Linked DNA regions of Rattus norvegicus: all the other regions are linked to region 1. A link is a contact called in public Hi-C data. All regions are on one chromosome and are shown on one strand. Each heading gives the region's core, a stretch centred on a gene start, on an enhancer-like site or on the middle of the called end of the contact. The rest is flanking DNA. Distances are from core to core; before and after follow the strand shown.

Region 1 (3,747 bases), core at 556-3,055:
CATGCAAGAATCTTTAGGAATCAGCTTCGGACTCTCCGGATGACAAACCTACTTCTCCCAGACCAACAGTGCCTTAGTTCTGCAAACATCTGGGAACAGGAGATCAAGTGAGCCCAAATTGTGCTAGACTAGGATGCAATGGCTTCCCTTTGAGTATGTGTGTGTTCACCGAATTCTAGAAACATAGGGTTTCCTCTTCCCTTAATATAAATGACCATTTTGAAATTACATGTATGTATGTATGTATGTATGTATGTATGTATGTATGTTTAAGCAACACATCTGTGCCTACTACATAAATCAGTGTCCTCCTTATCTACTAAGGGAAAGGTGCTGTGTGTGTGTGTGTGTGTGTGTGTGTGTGTGTGTGTGTGTGTGTGTTAGTGAGGGAAGGAAGGTTCAAGTCGGTAAACTAAAAGGGACTCCCAGCAAGTCCTAGCCTTAAAGATTACCAGAGGAACCCTTAAAGATTATCTGAGGAACCCAAGGTGAAAAGTAAGTCACAAACACTTTTTCACAGGCTCTCAAACCCATCTTCAAGTAAAGGACTTGGTGTCCACTCTGTCAGAATTTTTTCTGGACCAGTTGCTGAAATGCAGGGTTGTTTTGCAGTCAGAGGGAGGCCTATCCTCTCAGACCCTCCATTTCCCCCATCTCATCTCTACCCATCCTGTTCCAGTCATCCAGAGGCTGCAGACTTGAGGTCTAATCACGAATTTCAAGGATCATTCAGGGATTATCTATCAGAATCTTTGAGCTGTCTTGTAGGTACAATTCTGAACACTTCCTCCAACTCAGACTCTATGAGGCAGCTGCCCTAGGATGGGCAGAGGCGGAGAGTGGCTTGGGGGAAGCCTTAAGCTCTTGGGCATATTTATCTGACTCTTCTTCATCACAACTGCTAATGTCACCAAGCCCTTTTGAACTTAACTGGCCCTATGAGCCAAAATGTGCTGGTCAGGACAAAGGGACAACGAGTGGTTTGTTGAGGAAACTTTTGGAATCGTCTTAGCCCGAACTCTCTAGTTCCTTTAAGCCCTGGAACGGAACGCTCGTGAACTCCGTGCTCCTCAATGTGGCCTACATAGTCTATCAGTTTTTTTAAAAAAAAAGTCTGAAATTTCTATCCTCTCCGATTACAGCTAGCAGGGAGTGGGGCGAGGCACCGAAATACCATCTTCTTCCTCACTGGAACCCCCGCGGCTGTGACCGAGCCTCTGAAACCTAAAGTCGGACTGGAGAACCTGCGGGTGAAGAGTGGATGGGATGTCAATGTGACCCGCGATAGCAGAGAGAGGGATGTTACGAAAAGGAGAGACCAAGGGATAGGGGGAGGGTTGGGAAGGCCGGAGAAATCCCGGCGCTGGAGACAGCAAGATAGACTAAGGAGTGAGGCAGATCCTGTGCGAAGAGAGACTCGAGGGCTCCGTGGAGGACTGGGAACTGTGGACGCAGGAAGGGTCCTGGGGCCAGTGAGGACTCCGAAAGTCTGCAGTCCCCGAGAACGTCAGGGGGTGAAGGGCAGTGTCTGGCAGTGAGTGGGTGGGTGCGGTAGTAGGACCGACCGCGGGCTGCGGGCAGGGGCGCGGGCGCCGGGCCCGGGCAGCCGGCGCGCGTGTGGTCAGCCCCGCGGTCCTCCAGCAGCCAGGAGCGGGCCGGCGGAGCTCGGCCGCTGGCTCATTCACAGGCGTCTCTCGCCTCCCATTGGCTGCCGCCTCCGTAGTGGGGCGGGGCTCCGCTGCCCGGAAAAAAATGTAACTGCGTAAAAAAGTCCTAGCCTGGGTGACGGATGCTCAAAAGTTCAGAAGTTTTCCCAATGCTTCCTTAAGCGGCCGGCGCAAGAGACTGAGAAAAGGTGACGCGGGGGCCCGGGAAGGCGGCCGGCGCGCTGCCCCCGCCCCTGGTTATTTGGCCGCCTTAGCTAGCAGCCCCGAGCAGTGTCTCCTGGAAGGCGCAGGCAGTGGCGAGCAGGGCGCCTTCTTATTTTTATTTTTTTAATTTTTTTTGAACTTTTGTCTTTTTTTTTTTTTTTTTTTTTGCCCCGACTGCGCCTGGAAGTTGCTCTGAACGTTCCTCCGAGGCGGCTTGCGGAATCCTCGTCCGGCCCTCTCCCGGTTGCAGCGACCCTCCCTCGCCGCCCGCGCGGGAACTGAGTGGGCAGCGAGGCGCCAGGCGAGCGCAGGGAGAGGCCGAGCAGCCCCGGGCGCAAGGAGGCGGCCGCGGCCCGGACAGACGCAGCGCGGCGGGGCCCGCAGCAGCTCGGCGCGGCCGGGACTCGGACTCGGGGGCCGGTGCGGCGCGGCCCGGCCCGAGCGAGGGTGGGGGGCGGCGGACTGCGCCTGGCGGCGGCGAGCCGGGGCCATGCAGGCGCGCTACTCGGTGTCCAGCCCCAACTCCCTGGGAGTGGTGCCCTACCTCGGCGGCGAGCAGAGCTACTATCGCGCTGCCGCGGCGGCGGCCGGGGGCGGCTACACCGCCATGCCGGCCCCTATGAGCGTGTACTCGCACCCTGCTCACGCCGAGCAGTACCCGGGCGGCATGGCGCGCGCCTACGGGCCTTATACGCCGCAGCCGCAGCCCAAGGACATGGTGAAGCCTCCCTACAGCTACATCGCTCTTATCACCATGGCTATCCAGAATGCCCCGGACAAGAAGATCACCCTGAATGGCATCTACCAGTTCATCATGGACCGCTTTCCCTTCTATCGGGACAATAAGCAGGGCTGGCAGAACAGCATACGGCACAACCTCTCGCTTAATGAGTGCTTCGTCAAGGTGCCCCGCGACGACAAGAAGCCAGGCAAGGGCAGCTACTGGACGCTGGACCCGGACTCCTACAACATGTTCGAGAACGGCAGCTTCCTGCGGCGGCGGCGGCGCTTCAAGAAGAAGGACGCGGTGAAGGACAAGGAGGAGAAGGGCCGACTGCACCTCCAGGAACCGCCGCCGCCGCAGGCCGGCCGCCAGCCCGCGCCCGCGCCCCCGGAACAGGCCGAGGGCTCCGCTCCCGGGCCACAGCAGCCACCCGTGCGCATCCAGGACATCAAGACGGAGAACGGTACGTGTCCCTCGCCGCCCCAGCCCCTGTCCCCGGCTGCCGCCCTAGGCAGCGGCAGTGCGGCCACAGTGCCTAAAATCGAGAGTCCCGACAGCAGCAGCAGCAGCCTGTCGAGCGGGAGCAGCCCCCCGGGCAGCCTGCCCTCGGCGCGGCCGCTCAGCCTGGACGCTGCAGAACCCGCGCCGCCGCCACAGCCCGCGCCGCCGCCGCATCACAGCCAGGGCTTCAGCGTGGACAACATCATGACGTCGCTGCGGGGGTCGCCGCAGGGTTCGGCTGCGGAGCTCGGCTCCGGCCTCCTGGCCTCAGCCGCTGCGTCCTCGCGCGCGGGCATCGCGCCCCCGCTGGCGCTGGGCGCCTACTCGCCTGGCCACAGCTCCCTCTACAGCTCCCCCTGCAGCCAGAGCTCCAGTGCGGGCAGCTCGGGCGGCGGCGGCGGCGGCGGCGGCGGAGGTGGCGGCAGCAGCAGCGCAGCGGGTACGGGGGGCGCCGCCACTTACCACTGCAACCTGCAGGCCATGAGCCTGTACGCGGCGGGCGAGCGTGGCGGCCACTTGCAGGGTCCGGCCGGAGGCGGGGGCAGCGCGGCGGTGGACGACCCCCTGCCCGATTACTCGCTGCCCCCAGCGACCAGCAGCAGCTCTTCGTCCCTGAGTCACGGCGGGGGCGGCCAGGAGACCAGCCACCAC
Region 2 (3,747 bases), core at 355-2,854, 430 kb after region 1:
ATTGTGGGGAGAGTCTCACAATACTGTGACTGTAGGAATGATGTAAGGTCATCAAAGAAGCTGTGGAAAAAGTAGACAAATTCCAGAAGCACAACGATAATGCATGCTGAGCAAATAATAAACAAATTTATTCACAAAGAATTTTAATTTTTTAAATTTTTTTCCTAAAACATTTTTTTCTCTTCCAAGATGGGCAGGACCATAAAACTGTATCATTTGTTCCTAATGGGATGATGTCATTATACTAGGTTTAACTGCTTTTAATAACTGGTACATTGCAGTCATCCCTCACTTTCTCCCATGTAAGATCCAATCAGCCTTTCAATGAACTACTTCATGAGTCATAATTTTACTGTTTATGATTCAGAAAAATGTCTTCAGTCAGTATTTCCCAGACTGCTATGGGCTCATTCCAAGAAGCAATTTCATCTTCATTGGTTTCCTACAGGAAGCCAGACCAGCTTCCTATTATTTTATTTTCCTTACTTTTAGCAATACCTTGGCCCACATCAGATTAACTGGAAGTGTGAGTGATAGAGAGTTTATTCTGCACAACATGAGGCCAACACAAACATTGTCCAGTCTAGAAGTCAAGAATTCAAAATTAAACACAAAATGTGCTAATATTAGACCATCTTTCAAAATATTACAAAAAGCATGTTATTTTAAGTTAATCTTACTGAACATATTATACCGGTCAGAAACAAATTTTTATTTAATTTTTTATGAACAGTAAATTTCTTAAAGATATTAACATAATTTACAACAAAGTAATATTTTAATCACTTGATAATAACAAAACATACCAAAATCTGAACCCATAAATGCAGCTTAGAGTGATCAGAGGGCTCTAAGCTCACTGGCTGGCAAGGAAAGCTGAGGACACTCCAGCCTGAGCCAACCCCCTTCTTGGAGTCTGCTACCCACAGCTAACGATCAACTTGCCTTAGCTTACAGCACAGAGATATAAAAAAGTGTGGGTTTTAAAAAACACAGATTGTACTCATGTTTTATCTTGAAATATAAGGAGGATTTTGTAAGGTATGAATCTCCCAGGCTACACACTACCTGGAAAGAGAATTGAGTGTGAAGAAGTGGTGCATACGAGACCCACTCCCGCCTTTTTCAACTATCACAATTCTTGATTGTCGGTGTCATAGTGATTTAAAATCTCACACTGTCATGAACTGGTGATTAGTACGGCTAATTTTCATCTGACTCAGAAGCTGGTACATTGAAAAGACAAAGTCTAAGATGAATGCACTTAAAGCAACTGTACAAATGAACCAAGACACCCAATGTTTCCCAAAGTGTGGCTCCCAGACTAAGCTTAAGGACCAACTGGACACTTCCTAAAAATCAAAGTTCTCACCCTCACTCTGAACTTCAGAAATCAAAGAGTCTGGGAAAGAGGCCTAGCAATTTTGAGGGACACTGACCTAATCTTTACTATGTTGTTCTCTCCTCCTTCCAACAGGAAATTCCTTGAAAAGAATTGACTCATTTTACACTTTCCTTGTAACTCAACTACTAAAACCCCTGTGCTGAATCTGTTTTAGCTCCATCACATCTACTTCAGACCACTTCTTTAAAAAGTACTTAGTCAGATATGGGGTATGGCTGAGTCATAGAGCACGCATCACCATGCATGAGGCCCTGGTTTCCAACCCTAGCAATGCAAAAAGCAAACAAACAGAAATATTACAAGTTGATCTTCAGCCTTACTGCCAAGGCTTTCCTGGTTCTCTATGCTCTTCTTCCTAGAAAGACCTACTTTCTTAACTTCCAACACGTAAGTCCACCCACTGCCCCTTGTCTCCTTGGTTCTTGCTATCCTACTTTGCTTCCCCATACCCTTTATGATGCAAGTTCCCCGCAGGTTTCTATCTTCCTTTCTCCAGCTACCACCTTAAGGAATCTGAGAACTCATTTTACAATATGTTATCTGAGTGTTCTCCAAGTGCTGGTAGTAAAGTCTTTCATAGTTGTCGCATCAACTGACTGGTCTCTGGGCACGAGGGCTTTCCCTCCTCTCCAGAGACCACAGAAGGGTCCACTCATTCCACCAGGTGATCTATTCTATCCTTATCTACTTTACAAAGCCCCACACTCCCATAACATCTATGTCCTTGCAACCTCACCTGTGGATTCCAGCCTCTAATAGTCATGCCTGGAAAAATAGAACAAACACTCCTCTGTAGAAAACAGGATAAACTCTCAAACACAAAAGCCTAAGGCTTTCCTTCATCATGGGGAAACACTGAAAATCCCTAGGAAAATAGCTCCGCCTGCAGAATGTAAAGACCCTCACACTAAGAACAGATAACATACACTGACCAAAAGATTAAGGAACCAAGAGGGTTAAGATGAGCTCTATCATATGTTTAGCATATATGAGGTACTGCTCAACACCAAAAAAAGCAGGAAAAAAGGAAAAAGTAATGAGAAAGATAGGGGGTTAGTGGTTTTGTTTTGTTGCTGTTTTCTAAACAGCATCTAGGCAGGTAAAAAATGTTTTTGTAAATCTTCAGGCCTGTCTTAAAATAAAAAATGGGCTAATCTCAAATTTAGTAGTAGTAGTAGTAGCAGTAGTAGTAATGAGTAGTAATAGTAGCATGCAGCAGCAGCAGCAGTAGTAAATATGGACAATTATTTGTTTTTTCTGTTAAGACATATTTAATTTAAGTGAATGAGTTTTTTGCCCCTGGTGCCTCAGGACGTAAGAGGGTGTTAAATTCCCTGAGACTGAAGCTACAAGTGTTTGTGCGTTATCATGTGGGTGCTGGATGCCATATCCAAGTCCTCCCTCTTCAAAAGCAGTCAGTGCTCTTACCTGCTAAGTACAAAGACTTGGCAACCCAAGGACTGACTCTCAATTTTCAAATTTTGCTGTTTTATGACTAGGTTTATTCCATTGTTCATTAGACTTGGGCCCTAATTCCAGCCTTAAGCAGCAGAGGTGTGGAAAGAGGGCATAATGCCCACATTATAAACAAAACTGAAAAATATGGAGGAACGTAAAAACACTTTAAATACTCCAATAAAATTACTGTATTTGAGAAAAGAAACATGGATAGATATTTCTCAACTTTTTTTTTTAAACTTAAAGTCTGTTTTTATTTCTAAGCTCTGCTAACCACTTGATTGACTAGGTACCTAAATAAAACAAAACAGCCCTGGTTTCAAATTTCATTCACCCAAGAAAGCATCAGAATACAGCTAAGGAAACCTGAGTCTAACCGAAGCTGGAGGACTGGGAAGAGCAGTCAAGTTTACGGGACTTGTTCTAGATAGAATGACCAAAGAAGGATGCAGAGCACCCAGCACCTGAATACAGGGAAGAAATCCGCACATTCACCACTCACAACAGAAAGAAAATTCAGCTAACTTTAACATGTGATTGCTACTCAAAGAATATCACTTTAACAATATATTGCAACCTGAGAATATCCAGCAACCCAATCATATAGCCACTACCAAGAATTAACATTAAAATAAAGGTTTCTAACATTTAAAAAATTCTCTCACAGATTGACATTAAATGTCAGAATAGAGGCTCACAACTACAGGGAACAACCTAAAATAAATACTAATTGCTACTTCAGTGTTCGTTGAAAATTTTCATTATTACAGAAGCCTCACCTTAAAAATGAAAAGCATTTTTATTAGGATGAACTCCCTAACTAAAACTGACAACTGAACATGTTAAGGACTGGCGGTTGTTTTGTGTTGAGAAAAAATATACAT
Region 3 (3,747 bases), core at 543-3,042, 290 kb after region 1:
CACACTTGGATGCTTCAAAGCCCCTTCAGCAAATCTTGAGCAGGCCATGGAGCTCTATGCTGTTCTTTGCTCTGACTCTTGTCACATCTGACTACTTGGCCCAGATGGAGGGATATAGGACAACAAGAGTTACTGTCTGTAATCACAGAGGTCTTGGAAGGATCCCAAACACCCTGTCCTGGCATATGTGAGGCATGTGTTGGCCACTAATTGCCAACCCCTTTGACTTCATTCATGCCTCTAGTGACTTATGGAGCAATTTTGACAACTAGTCTGAATGGACATTGTCAACATCAGATTGTAAAACTATTTTTATAACAAACCAATAGTTAAATACTGTCAGTGGAGGAGACTGGCAGACAATATGCAAGGCTTCTTCAGTGTTTGAATTGGACAAACCTATGAGACTGACTTGGAAGGAATTTGTTGACTCAATCAGGTAGTCATTAATAAATAAGCAGAATAGTGGATATTATGGGGTACTGGGAAGATACAAATGAAGACTAGCCTGAGGACCAATGAGGAAACAGTAAATCCCTTTGGTAAACTAGGCGAGCAAAAAGAAAAGAGGTCTGTCCTTAAGAAAGATGTTCAAGAGGCAACTCAGGGCTGACCCTGAAATATACTAGAACCTTAAGAAAACATAGTAGTAGGGCACAGTGACAGCTCAAGGAGTTCATGGGGCCCATGGGCACAGCCCCAGTCATGGAAGCAGGAAATTGGGGTAGCTGGAACAGAGCTCCAAACAAGGCACAGGTCCCAGAGCACCACTAACACAGCTGCATTCTAGAAAGATGGCGCAGCCCTAGGTGTGAGAAGACATCCAGGAAAGGGCAGGAGAGGAGCATAGCCTGAGGCTTCGGTTCCATGTCTTAGACCTGGGCTTGAATGGGAAAGAAGGATAGTACCTTACTAGACTTTTGTGAAAATACAATTAAAATTATAAAGTACTTTACGTATTTTACACAGCAAACAGCAGTCAGAAACATTTTCAAGGACATGAAGAGGCTGGGTGAATATTTAAACTTTCAGATCTGGGAAAGGTGTTTTCACTCCTTCCTTATACACACATCCTGATTTGAGAAGGGAGCCCAGGGCTTTAGTTTTCTAGGTAAGCACTATACCACTGAGATAAAACCCCCAACGCCAAAGGGAAATCTTCAAAATCAACTCTTCGAATTGTTCACAAACACAGGAGTAGGAAAGACTTCTCTGCTGCTCATGAATGGCTGCCCAGCTACTTGGGCTGTGCTGAAAACCTCAGGGTTCCTACCTGGGTGAAAACTGTCAGAAAATTTTTTTTTAGTAGACTGTCAACTATCTAAGTCTGACTTCCATAGTTTAGCCTTCTATTCTCAAGTGTATTTTTATTTCCTGCTACATGGAAAGCACAGTGTCAGAAGAACGAATGAGTACCTTTACAATACAATGCTTTGCATGCTGCTGCTGATCTACTAATGCACACAGATAGAGAATAAGGCAGCTCAAACTACTGTCAGCCCTGTCAGAGATATTCTGCTGGGAGAGCCGGCCCCAATCTGACACTCAGGAGAGAGGGAGGGAGGGAAAGGCAAGCAAAGAAGGGGATGAAGAGAGAGAAAAGGAGAAAAGAGCTGAGAGTCAGGAAAAAGAAAGCAGCTAAGGACAGAAATTCAGGATCTAGGAAGTTAGAAGAGTTGCCCGGGAAGTATCAAAGCCACTCTGCTTTCTTTGAACCTCACAGACTTCTAAGATCCCAAGGTCCTGTGCTATATGCACTTAAGCAAGCAAACCTGTAATTCATCAGGGATAAATTTAATAGATGACTCACTGGCCCAAGCCAGTCACGGATGCTGTTTCCCAAAGGCCCTGACAGATAGTCAACCACAAGGAAACTTTCAGCTCCACTGACAAAAGGCAATGGAATTTAAACCACCCTGCCCCTTCTTGAACCTTCTTTGGCTTTGTTTTGTTTTCTTTTGTATTTTATAGATAAGGATCAAATGAAATGAGTTCTGTAAAACTTGTCTTTCCTGTAGAGAGGTGATATCTCCCTCAAACTACATGATTGTACAACTATTAAGTTAATACTGAAGAGGAAGCCTGCTGCTTAGCATGGAGGACTCTGCCTTCGTGACTCTGGCTCTTCAAACACTTCACAGTGGTTCTTACTGCACTTCTGTTGGAGTTGGATAAGAGGAGAATTAGAAGGTCAGTGACAAAACAGGAAAATTTTAAGAGTATTATTATTATTTGTAGCATTGAGTGAAAGGTACATGACTGTGCGATGGTCCCCATTAAAGTCAGTGTGGTATGCTGGAGGCAGAGGTGAAGTAGTTAAGAGCATTTGCTGTTCTTGCAGAGGACTTAGGTTTAGTCCCAGCAACCAAATGGCTCACAACCCATCTGTAACTGGAGTTCTAGGGGAGTTGATGCCCTCTTTTGGTCATCAAAGGCACCAGTCACACACGTGCTACATATATCCATGCAGACAGACAGACAGGCAGACAGACAGACAGACAGACAGACACACACACACACACACACACACACACACACACACACACACACACACACAAATAAATGTTTAAAGTTAATGAAAAGAGGCTTTGAAATCTTACAAGGATAGCCCAGACACCAAAACCAGACCCAGAAACCAAAAACTAAAGATTCAGAAGCGACAGGGCTGAAACCTTTCACAGGCATGAAGCAAGAGTTTAATGAAAGGATGGCAGCTTCTCACAGCACCAGCCTTTTCTCATGGCGGTGACAGGCAGGGCCAAAGGTTTTGTGGGAGAAATCAAATGGAAAAATGCAAATCACAGGACATCAAAAGCGAGAAGTACAATATTCTTTCTGGGTTTAAGGAAAGGCCTGGTGAGATCTTCCTATATTGATGCTCAAACTAAATTTAAAGATACAGTCATTTTCACATAAAGGAGGCATCATGTGATGGAAAATGAACGATGAAAGTACGGAGACCCTAATGTTGGCCTTTCCCTGGAGAATATGAAGTAAATATTCAGGTGCCGTGCACTTGGTGGCTAGAGGTGGGAGGCCACAGTCATCTTTCTGGAATGCCTCCTGTCCCCTCCAACACAGGTAGCCAACCACCATCATTATTCTATGAGTCAGAGGCCTTGAGACAGACTGAGGAACTAGTACCTATCTTCTTAACACGTAGGAGTCAAGCAGCTAAAGTGAAGTCATACCTACCAAAAACCTCATCTAATACTTCCTTTCTTCTTCCTGTGTAACCTGCTTTGCTTTTACCCTCCCTGTCAGGTAGTCTTAACAGGGGTCTTTCAGGTTACATGGACATAGCTCCAGATCCCAGGACATACTCAAGTGGAGCAGAGTCCTGGCTTCCATTCCAAGCACCAGACATAAAGAATCTATAAGTAAAATGTCATGTATATTTAAAACAGACCCTTATTAGAAGGTCACCTACTCCCTAACTTCGTGTGTTGGAGTTAATCAAAAAGGAGAAGAAAAGACCATAGCACCTGCAATAGAAATCTAGGTCTACCTAGTGGAACTCTCCAGTAAATGAGACTTCTGGATGCTGGTCTAGCCATCAGTGAAAAAGTTTCTAAACTGCCTCATGCCACATTATCAGGGCACTGGGCTTCTTAGTGCTGTTTTTATGATTTTAATTTTTTGGAAATCAGGGCCAGTAGAGCTTGCATGTAATATTTTCTGTCAATATTTTATCATATTAAAAATAACAATAAAGTCCAATAGTTGGATCTAAATTCTAATTTCCTG

Evidence for each region. A called contact is a pair of places that touch in the nucleus more often than the background predicts.
Region 2: a Hi-C map of the A7r5 cell line shows a contact between it and region 1, with 4 times the contacts expected there. The contact joins the enhancer-like site here to the promoter of Foxc1 in region 1. A contact is called at or near these places in 12 of 12 Hi-C or Micro-C datasets (the A7r5 cell line, the Rat2 cell line, Schwann cells and 7 more) and 1 of 1 datasets of contacts at active chromatin or transcription factors (oligodendrocytes).
Region 3: a contact with region 1 is called in a Hi-C map of the A7r5 cell line, with 6 times the contacts expected there. The contact joins the enhancer-like site here to the promoter of Foxc1 in region 1. A contact is called at or near these places in 3 of 12 Hi-C or Micro-C datasets (the A7r5 cell line, the Rat2 cell line and mammary epithelial cells).

Annotation. Positions count from the first base shown.
Region 1 is chr17:32,842,158-32,845,904 of GRCr8, reverse strand. Foxc1 (forkhead box C1) reads left to right here and starts at 1,805. Exons shown (of 1, transcript NM_134338.2): 1 at 1,805-3,747. The coding sequence starts at 2,362.
Region 2 is chr17:32,410,553-32,414,299 of GRCr8, reverse strand. The region is part of intron 4 of Gmds (GDP-mannose 4, 6-dehydratase); the gene reads right to left. Among named protein-coding and RNA genes, the nearest start is that of Gmds, 110 kb to the right of the region's middle. Within about 2 kb of position 1,604, at least 5 of the 93 cell types and tissues checked have an H3K27ac peak or open chromatin away from gene starts, as enhancers often do. A contact at or near this core is called in the A7r5 cell line, where this site is marked.
Region 3 is chr17:32,555,731-32,559,477 of GRCr8, reverse strand. The region is part of intron 7 of Gmds (GDP-mannose 4, 6-dehydratase); the gene reads right to left. Among named protein-coding and RNA genes, the nearest start is that of Gmds, 250 kb to the right of the region's middle. Within about 2 kb of position 1,792, at least 7 of the 93 cell types and tissues checked have an H3K27ac peak or open chromatin away from gene starts, as enhancers often do. A contact at or near this core is called in the A7r5 cell line, where this site is marked.